Linked DNA regions of Oryza sativa: region 2 is linked to region 1. The links are chromatin contacts, called in public HiCAR-type maps. All regions are on one chromosome and are shown on one strand. The core of a region is the stretch at or near the end of the contact, and the rest is flanking DNA. Distances in the headings are between cores, read along the strand shown.

Region 1 (4,780 bases), core at 1,087-3,586:
TCATTTAGCAATTTGAGAAAGATGCGAAAAAACAAAAAAAGTTGTAGTTGAAAAAAATATGGTTAAGAACGCAAAATAATTTGTCAATCAACTCCCACGAACAAGGAACGAGTCCAAAGCAACTCACGCGCTTGGATCACTCGCGAAACGACCTATCAACATCTCAAAACTCTCAAACCAATCGAGAGAACGAACGCAAAATTTGCCCATAAATAAATTTATTTGCTCCAGCTAAGACCGGCGGCTGATCGATCGAGCTCATCACCACGGGAAAAGCCGATCGCGGAAGAGAAGAGAGCCCTTCCAGCCTGGGCCACGTGGCGTCCACGCACCATCACCAGCACAAGGAAGGAAGGAGAAAGAAAAAAAAAAAGAAGAAGAAAATCTCCTCGTGCTGCTGCCGACCTGTGCCGGCGATGAGAGCAGTGGGCCCCAGTGAAGCACGGCGGCGGTGGGGATCGGCGAAAGATCCTCCGCCTCCGCCTTTGAGAGGGGAGGAAAGGTCGCCGGGGATTTTCTGTGAAGGCGTATCCTGACGACCACCTTAAGCTGTCGACCTGCTTATGTTTAATCCAAAAATTTTTGGGGGATGTTTCATCCAAATCGACTTTAAATCCCTGATTGAATTATTTTTTCACAGGATTATTATATGGATTATCTACTAAATTATGTATTATATATTTTAAAATAAATTTAACAAATAGTTTAGAAAAAAATTGTCTAAGCTGTATGGTAGAAGAAAATATTCTGAGAGGGCATATTTTAAAACGAATTTCTTGAAGCTTGATTTTTTTGTATTAATTTTAATGGATAGTAGCATTTGTTTTCGTGTTAATCATGAAATGGGAGTCATGCAACTAAAGCACAACTAGTTCCAAAATCAAATTCTAAATTTCAAAATCAGCCTACAGTGAAAAAAAAACTGAATTGATTTCCATTTCTTGTTTTTATTCAATAGATGGTGAATTGCACGCATGTATATAATCATTTTTCTGTTTGTAATGTGTTTTGGAAAAGGAAAAGATGATGAATTGTGAGCTGAAATTTGGTCTGAAAGAGGAAACCAAGTGTGTGAACAAATGTCGACACGTGGTGGTCAATTTGCAGCCGTATTAGGTGGTATCAATACGATTTTTAATCAATTCGAATACAGGACGGTTACCTATCTTAAAAAAATTTAAAAAAAGAACAGGGAAATAATTAGTGTACGCAACTTGGACCTACCAATAATGCCAGGCGAACTAATCCAATCCGGTTCAACTACTAATGGATGGCTCCAAGTAGCGTCAATGATTGAGCTGTCAGGGCAATTCACAACCAATGGAGGAAAAAAAAAAGAGGAGATAATAAAAAGAAAGATGCCACTAGCTCAAGCTGATAATAATGCTCTCCACAGATAATAATAAATTTTATACAAAAGGGAATTAAAATTAAATAGAGATTTGTGGGAGGACAACACAACAACCCCATCTTCTTCCTTCCTCCCTCTTTCCATCCAACTTCCAACCTCAACCACCACTACAACAACAACATCATCATCATCATATTGTTCTTCCTTTGCTTGATGCATCTTGAGTCACCCATCTCATCTCCTTTTCTTTTTCTTTCTTTTTTTTCCCCTTTCACCTTTAAGAAGCTCTCAGGAAAAGAAAAAATAATACCCTCAACTTTAATTTTTAAAAGGAAAGAAGAAGAAAAAAGAAAGAAAAAAGGAGGAAAATTCAGGTTGGTTTCCCCTTGTATTATCCTTTTAGAACCTAACGATCTTGGCGGCGCGGACGACGGGGTTCTCCCTGGCGATGGCGTCCCTCGCCGCCGACTTGTAGTCGAAGCTGCAGTCGTGGCGGTCGGAGTACCGGTGCGCGCCGCAGTAGAGCTCGCCGCAGCGGCACCGGAACCCGGTCAGGCCCACCCGCCTCCGGCAGCTGTGGCATCGGTTGACCGACGACGACCTCGACGCCTTCGACGACGACTCCACCGGCCCCGCCGTCGGCCGCTCAACCACCAGCGCCACCGCCGCCGCCGCCGACGACTGTACGGCCTGCCTCGGCTTCTCCACCACCGGAAACACCGGCAACGACGTCGTCGACGGCGAGGCAGCGGCGGAAGAAGAAGAAGAAGACGCCGAGGCAGCCAAGAAGCAGTTCTGGCAGAGGTTGTTGGTCGCCGGGTTGCCCGGGAACCCGCAGCTGTTGGCGCAGAGCGTCATCTCCGGCGCCCTCAGCTCCGTCGGCTCCTCCACCTTCTTCTCCCTCTGCGCCATGATCGAATCCGAGAGAGAGACGAAGCGAGCTTAGGTTCGCTTTGCTTTTGGGAATGGGTTAGCGAGGCGAGGCGAGGCGAGGAGAGGGTGAGTCCCTTTTATTTATCGAGGAGGAGGCGGGCGGCGTACGCGTTCTCGTCGTCGACAGACAGCGACGGCCGGCGCTTGAAAATGGGTTGGAAATGGCGATGCTGCCCCTCTCTCGATCACCTTGTCTGACGGTGAAAAGAGGAGAAAAAAAATGGGGGCGACAGGTTGGGTTTGGTTGTGGTTGTGGGGGTCTCTTTCTTACGGATTAAGGGAGGAGGAGAATGATGCAAGGGCGTGCGTACGTGCTTTGTGGTTGGGGATTGTTAGCGGCGGGTAAGGGAGGGAGGGTGGTTTTGGCTTGGCTGGCCTAGGTACTGTGTAATGTAATTTGGAGGGTGGATGCCTGTCTTTAGGTTAGGGAAGCTTGCAAGCTATTTCAAGCTGGGATCTACTATTATACACAAGGGAAAATAGGGGTGAAAGGTTTTTTTTATTCATGTGGAAAAATATTGGAGGTAAACATGGATTAAATTTTACTTTGTATTGTATTTGAAGGATCTTTAAGATTGCACATCGATCTTGCTTGATACGGTTTAGGGTTTCGAAACGTGAAGAGAACCACTCACTAATTGTCCTTTTATAAGCACTGTTGTTGAGAGATGCATTTTGCTAGTGTGGTGGCAAGGGGTGCTTGGTTTCAATCCCGATGTCCGTGTTCAATCCCCAACACGCTTATAATTTCTTCTTAAAAAATATTGTATTATTGAGCAGGTTCGTATTTAGAAATTGCAAATGGAAACAATCAAATTTAACGAAAAAAATAAACAACAACTAAAAAAAAGTATTTATTGTTGACAAATCAAATGTATAGAAAAAAACAAACTAAAACCGAAAATTTAGGCCCCTTTGATTCAAAGGAAATTCATAGGAATTTTAGAGGATTTCTTTCCTATATGAATTTTTCCTATATAGCCCTTTGAATCGAATGAATGGATCTTATGGAATCCTATGAAATTCCTATGGATTGCCTAATGCCATGCAAGTTTTGGAGGAATTCTAACATGAGGTAAAACCTCTTGGAAACTTTCCTTTGAGTCTTTATCTCTCCTCTAATTCCTGCGTTTTTCCTACGGTCCAATCAAACGACCATTCCTGTGTTTTACAATTCTCTGTTTTACCCTTACATTCTTATCAAAATCCTGCGTTTTTTCTATTCTTATGTTTTTTTATTCTTGCGATTCAAAGAGGCCTTATTGAATTTCACCGATATATCCGTACATCACAATTGAGCACTAGTAACCACAATTACCGATTAACCACCGGACAAATAGCAAAATTCAGTGTACGATGTTATTTTGTTGGATTTTGATTTGAATTCGTGTACAAGTAGCTCAGATGGACGTCAAAATTTTCCTTGGCTAACAACAAGTTGCAGCACCATCGGTCAACTCAAACGAACGTCAAACATGCCTAGTAGTACCGCTTAAAAGTAAACCCATACTATGTACTCTTTCCGTCCCATAATATAACAACTAGAATATTTCTACAATAAATCTATATATGCATCTGTCCAGATTCGTTGTACTATAAAATATATTGTCTAGTCCAGATTACTATATTATGGAACGGAGGGAGTAACAAATAACTTAAGCCCCAGGTCCGATCCCCTAGCCCTCAGCCACAGCACAGATAACGGAGGAAAACCGAGTTCACGACCTGGTACACGGCACCACCAAACTTTGCACGCGCCCCCCGGGCACCAGCCACCACACCAGGGGCACAACTGCCAATCCACCACACCACCACCAGTCGAAGACGCCGCCATGTCACGCACGCATGCAACCCCCCTCGCGATTGGCGCCCCCAACCCAAGCCGCGCGCCGATCGGGCCGCCCAAAGCTGACCGACGCCACGCCCGTGAAACCAACCCAAGTGAAAAAATACCCGCAGGAAACGCAGCGGAAACCCATCGCGCGATTCGCCGAGGAGCCGCGTGCGTGAGCGCTGCAGTTTTAGCGTCGTCCGTCCCTGCCTGACCTCCCCGGTTGTCGCTGTCCGGCAGCTGAGCTGTGCCGCGCCTGTGCGGATTAGGATTAGCACGGCCGCGTGCAGCTGCTGCTTCTGCTCCCTTTCCCCGGCAACCCGTCGCTGTCGCCACGGTAAAAATATGGCGACCACGAATTCACGTGGTGAATTAACATCCGCTGCAGGATACTAGTATGATGCTGCGTCAAGGTCAATGGATATCACCCTTTTTTTTTCTTTTTCTCACACATAGTTTTCTTTTATCATAAAATAAATCAACCACGACTCGTAATGTATTTTGGAACGAAGAGAATACATAGTTATACATACTATAGGGGTATCATCATACATGGAGGAGAATTATCGTGTTCCTGGTAGGTACCAATCGAAATCCTCTGCAGTATGCTCACTGACATATAGGGCCCATATATCAATGAGCAGTGGACCCTCACACTCGTTAGG
Region 2 (4,780 bases), core at 838-3,337, 140 kb before region 1:
TCAGGTTTCGGACAGGTTAATTTTGGAGTGGTCCTTGTACTGCACATTTGCAGATTTGCTGCTACTACTGCTACTATTTGCTAACCAAACACTGTTCTATTGCCTATTGGGGAAGAGAGAGAGAGAGAGAGAGAGAGAGAGAGGTGTAGTACTCATCAGTACCTTGTCCATGTTTGGCACGAGTTCTTGCAGCTTCCTGATTCGCTCGCTGATCCTTGTCCTCCTCACCTATGGCAAAGATCAACATCACGGGGATCAGATCAGTCACCTGCTGGCTGCTGCTGCTCGTTTGATATTAACGAATTTGTGCTGTGCGGTGCGGTGAGGAGGGTGAAGAGGAATTTTGTTGTTGTTTTTTACCCGCTCGGCGATGCTGCGCGGGTGCGTGGCGCAGCCGCGCTTGGCGCGGATCTTGCAGGGCACCGCGTCCTGGAACTGGAGGAACTTCTCGATGGCCGCCATCTCCGACGAGGTCTTCGGCAGGCTGAACTGGTGCGCCAGGCCGCCGCCGCCGCCGCCGTTCTGCGCCACCGCCACAAATCGTCGTCGTCAGTTTCTTGTACAAATCATCTATCAACGGAATCGATGGGAATTTTGTGAATCGAACCTGGGACGGCTCCGACGAGTCGCGCTGGCGCTTCACGCCGGAGATGTTCGTGTCCGACATGAGCGACGACTCCTCCCACCCGGAGCTCATCGGGTACCCGGAGAGGTAACCCCGGCCACCGCCGCCGCCGCCGCCACCGGCGCCCTCGGGGCTGCTCCCACCGAGCTCCTCGCTGTCCATCTCCGAGATCTGCGACATGAGCGAGCCCTGCCGCGACGAGAAGCTGAGCTGCCCCTTCAGCCTGCCCCCGCTGCCGCCGGGGGAGTCGGCCGCGGCGGCGGCGTTCGCGCCGTTCCTGAACCCCACCCCACCGCCGGCTGCCGCCATGCCCGCCCGCAGCATGCTCCCGTACCCTGAAACCGAACAGTGCGGGACTCAGTTCCGGAAATGGAAATGTTCCCGAGAAGAACTCGAGCAAGAACAGTAATAATTGCTGCTGCTGCCGAAGCAAGTAGTAGGCGTGTGCAACTACCATTACCAAAAGAAGGAGAGAATTAAGGAAGTAGTACTACTAACCGTTGTCCATGTTCAAATGATTGAGGAATCCGGCGGGCGAGCTACTCTGCCGGAGCAGCCCGCCGCCGCCGCCACCGGCGGCGTTGGCGGCGGCGGTGGCGGCGTCAATCCCGGTGGAGCTGACGGTGCGGTAGAGCCCCTCGACAGAGGCCATCTGCTGCGGGTGGTGCTGGAACATCATCTGCTGCTGGTGGTGGTGCTGGGTGGCCATGGTGGGGTCGTCGGGGAAGTGAGCGGCAGCGGCGGCGGCGGCGGCGGTGGCGGGGGGAGACTTGTCACGGATCTGGTGGTCGGCGAGGAAGCGGGAGAAGACGTTGTCGGCGTCGGGGCTGGCGGCGCGGGGCGCGGCGGCGGGCGGGAGGAAGTCGTCGCAGAACTCGGCGAGCAGCGTGCTCGGCGCCGATCTGTACCGCAGCAAGCCCGACGAGCTCATCGCCGGCGGCTGCACCGGGAGGTTCAGATCCTTGGAAACCGGCGAGCCGTACATCCCCTTCTCTCCTCTCTTCTCCAACAAAACTCCAATTCTCCCACCTCAACCCACCAAATCAAACAACAACAACAACCACCCACCTCCTATCTCCGCCTCCTCGCCATGGCCGCCCACACAACCTCAATTCAGCAACACAAGAAAGAAATAAAAAGAAGAAAGTAAACAAGAAAAGATCAGCGACTTTTCAAGACGGACAAGCTCAACTCCAATCACTTTGCTGCTGTTGCTAAGCTCTCTCGATCGATCTCTCCAGCCTCTCAAGCTACGCTTCCTCCTCCTCGCTTCTTTACGGCGAGGAAATGAGCACACAAAAAAGCAAAAGAAAATACGCGAGCGAGCGAAGGAAGAAGTGGTGGTGGCTTGGCTTCGCGAGGTCGCCGCTGCTTTTGCGGGGTTGGGCGAGGAGGAGGAGTAGTTTTTTTTCTTTTTTTTTTGGGTTAGTTTAATCGGCGGATTGCTTTTGCGGGGGGATGCGATCGTGTGTGCGTGGAGCGAATTTTTATATATCGTGGTGTGGGAGTGAGCGCCCTCTCTCGTGGCTTTACAATTACGACAATGCCCTCGCCGTCGCGGTTGCTTTCGCCCCCTAGGTGCGAGTTTACCGAAATGCCCCCTTCGTTGGTTGACAGCATGACTTGCTCGGTGTGGTGCGCGGTCTTCCCAGTTTGCTTTGCTGCCTGAACCATCGGACTACTGTACTACCACTAATCTAATCGATTGAAGAGTTACTTAGGGGCTGTTTGATTTTCAGGGACTTATTTCAAGTCTCTATCACAGATATTTGGATACTAATTTAGAGTATTAAACATACACTAATTACAAAATCCATTTCATAACATTGGACTAATTCGCGAAACGAATCTTTTGAGTCTAATTACGCTATAATTTTGACAATGTGGTGCTACAGTAAACTTTTGATAATTATGAATTAATTAGGCTTAAAAAATTCGTCTCGCGGATTAGCTCTCATTTATAAAATTAGTTTTTTATTAGTCTATATTTAATACTCTAAATTAGCGTCCAAACATCCGATGTGACATGGGCTAAAAAATTTTAGCCCCATCTAAACACCCCCTTAGATGCAGGTTTAAAGTTTTGGCGTATCACATCGGGTATTATATAAGGTGTCGTATAGGATGTTCGGGTACTAATAAAAAAACTAATTACAGTATCTGTCAATAAACCGCAAGACAAATTTATTAAGTATAATTAATCCATCATTAGCAAATATTTACTAAAGCATCACATTGTCAAATCATGGAGCAATTAGACTTAAAAGATTCGTCTTGCAAATTAGTCACAATATGTGTAATTAGTTATTTTTTAAACCTATATTTAATACTCCGTGCAGATGTTCAAACATTCGATGTGATAGGGTGTAAAATTTTGGAGTGGAAACTAAACACCCCATGATTGGTAGGAATTACTCTTATCCGGTGTTGATCTCTAATCATACGCATCCATGCTGACGGAATTGATTTAAGTGTAAATATGACTCTAACTCATGTTATCATGTTAAGGCATTAAGGCTGATTTGGAATGTGAAAGCTTAAAGGTATACTGTAGTTAATAGTGTCACGTTTTATATATAGAGTGGCCAAGCGAGTCAACACTGATAGATAGTGCCCATGGAAAAAAGAGTGGCAATGACCAAATAGCATTATATTGGTTGCATCCAAAATGAATGATAGCAAAAGTCTAGCATGATGTTATAGCATGCTCCAAAATGGAGTAACAACGCCAAATTAGCTTCTCAAACCTACAAAATATTGGAGCTAAGAACAAGACAAAATTTTTTTTAGCCTCTTTCTTTGTTGGCTGGATGATTGAGAAAAAAAGTTCATTTGTGATGTTTTCCTCACTCGATGGAGTTTTTCACACTTTGCTTTAATTGTACTTCCTTAAATCATTCATATTAGTTGGTCTCCATGACTAGCAACAAATGCGAGGCGTGGGCTAAACGTCAAGGGCTAATATTTGCTGAATCCTTGTGTTTTGCAAAGAGGATAGCATAAAGTTAACTTTTAGTATCATGAAAGCTATGAATGAAGATAAAAAAAATAACTAATGCGTTGGTGATCATGTTAATATTGTGGTAACAAAGATAGAGCAATGACTTATTACTTTTTCTTTCACTAAAAATGATATATTATGGAGATATAAGCATATGGTTGGCGATATTGATAATATTTTCTTGATTTTAGTGCTATCATGACATATCGGTTATCACGCTGAACGATTTTATTGATAAATCCATGATACGACTATATATTGTTATAAATAGAGTTATACATCTGAGATAAATTTTAGAATCAGATATTTTCCTTAAGCAACACATTTAATCCACAGAAGATGCAATCCACCACCTTATCATGGCTTGCACAACAGAAAGAACAAATAACTAAACAAAATAAATACTGGAAAAGAAAAGGAAAGAAAAGAAACTAGTGATGGCTTTATGAAAGATGGAGTGACAAAGAGATGACTTGACAACAAAAGGCAAACCCATGGAGGGTGGCTTTAAACCAGCAAAGTTAAGCATTGGTAGGGCCCATTGCCCCATGGGCACACCTGAGCGTATGTTTTCTTGCCCAAGGGGAGGGGCAGAGCAGAGAAAACCACGTTTTTTTGTGGCCGTTTTAAGCAAAGAGATGCAGACTATTTTGGGCAGGGAGCAGCAGGCAAAGGGGTTTTGACGTTATCCGAAAGGATCGGTGGAGTGGTGGACTGTGGGCGTGGGGGCCGTGCCGGGATGTGGAATTCCGCTGCTCTCTCGTCCCGTCTCACGGTAAAAAGACAACAAACTCCATCGGTTAGTTCAGCTTAACTACTCGTCGTTTTCGTTAACACGTTTTTCAAACTACTAAACAATATATTTCGTGTGAAAATTTTCTATATAAAAAATACTTTAAAAAATCAAATAAATTTAGTTTTTAATTTTTTATAATTAATACTTAATTAATCATATGTTAATCATGTTTCTCGATTTACATGTAGCTATCATCCAAACCGGCTAGCCGAAAAGGACGTGTTCTAAGACTGTGTTCTTTTGAGTTCCAACTCACCTTTCTCGTTTTTCGCGTATACACTTTTCAAACTGTTAAACGGTATTATTTTAAAATTTTCTATACGAAAGTTACTTTAAAAAATATTAATCCATTTTTTTT

Evidence for each region. HiCAR-type assays count read pairs that join an accessible place to other places.
Region 2: a contact with region 1 is called in a HiCAR-type map of leaf, with 1.8 times the contacts expected there. The contact joins the promoter of LOC4345984 here to the promoter of LOC4345973 in region 1. A contact is called at or near these places in 2 of 15 Hi-C or Micro-C datasets (leaf and seedling) and 1 of 4 datasets of contacts at active chromatin or transcription factors (leaf).

Annotation. Positions count from the first base shown.
Region 1 is chr8:25,097,247-25,102,026 of ASM3414082v1, reverse strand. It overlaps LOC4345973 (zinc finger A20 and AN1 domain-containing stress-associated protein 11-like), which reads right to left and starts at 2,336. Exons shown (of 1, transcript NM_001422620.1): 1 at 1,119-2,336. The coding sequence starts at 2,263. The coding sequence ends at 1,751.
Region 2 is chr8:25,232,677-25,237,456 of ASM3414082v1, reverse strand. LOC4345984 (transcription factor bHLH130) reads right to left here and starts at 2,087. Exons shown (of 6, transcript XM_015795213.3): 1 at 1,124-2,087; 2 at 608-960; 3 at 361-522; 4 at 163-228. The coding sequence starts at 1,610.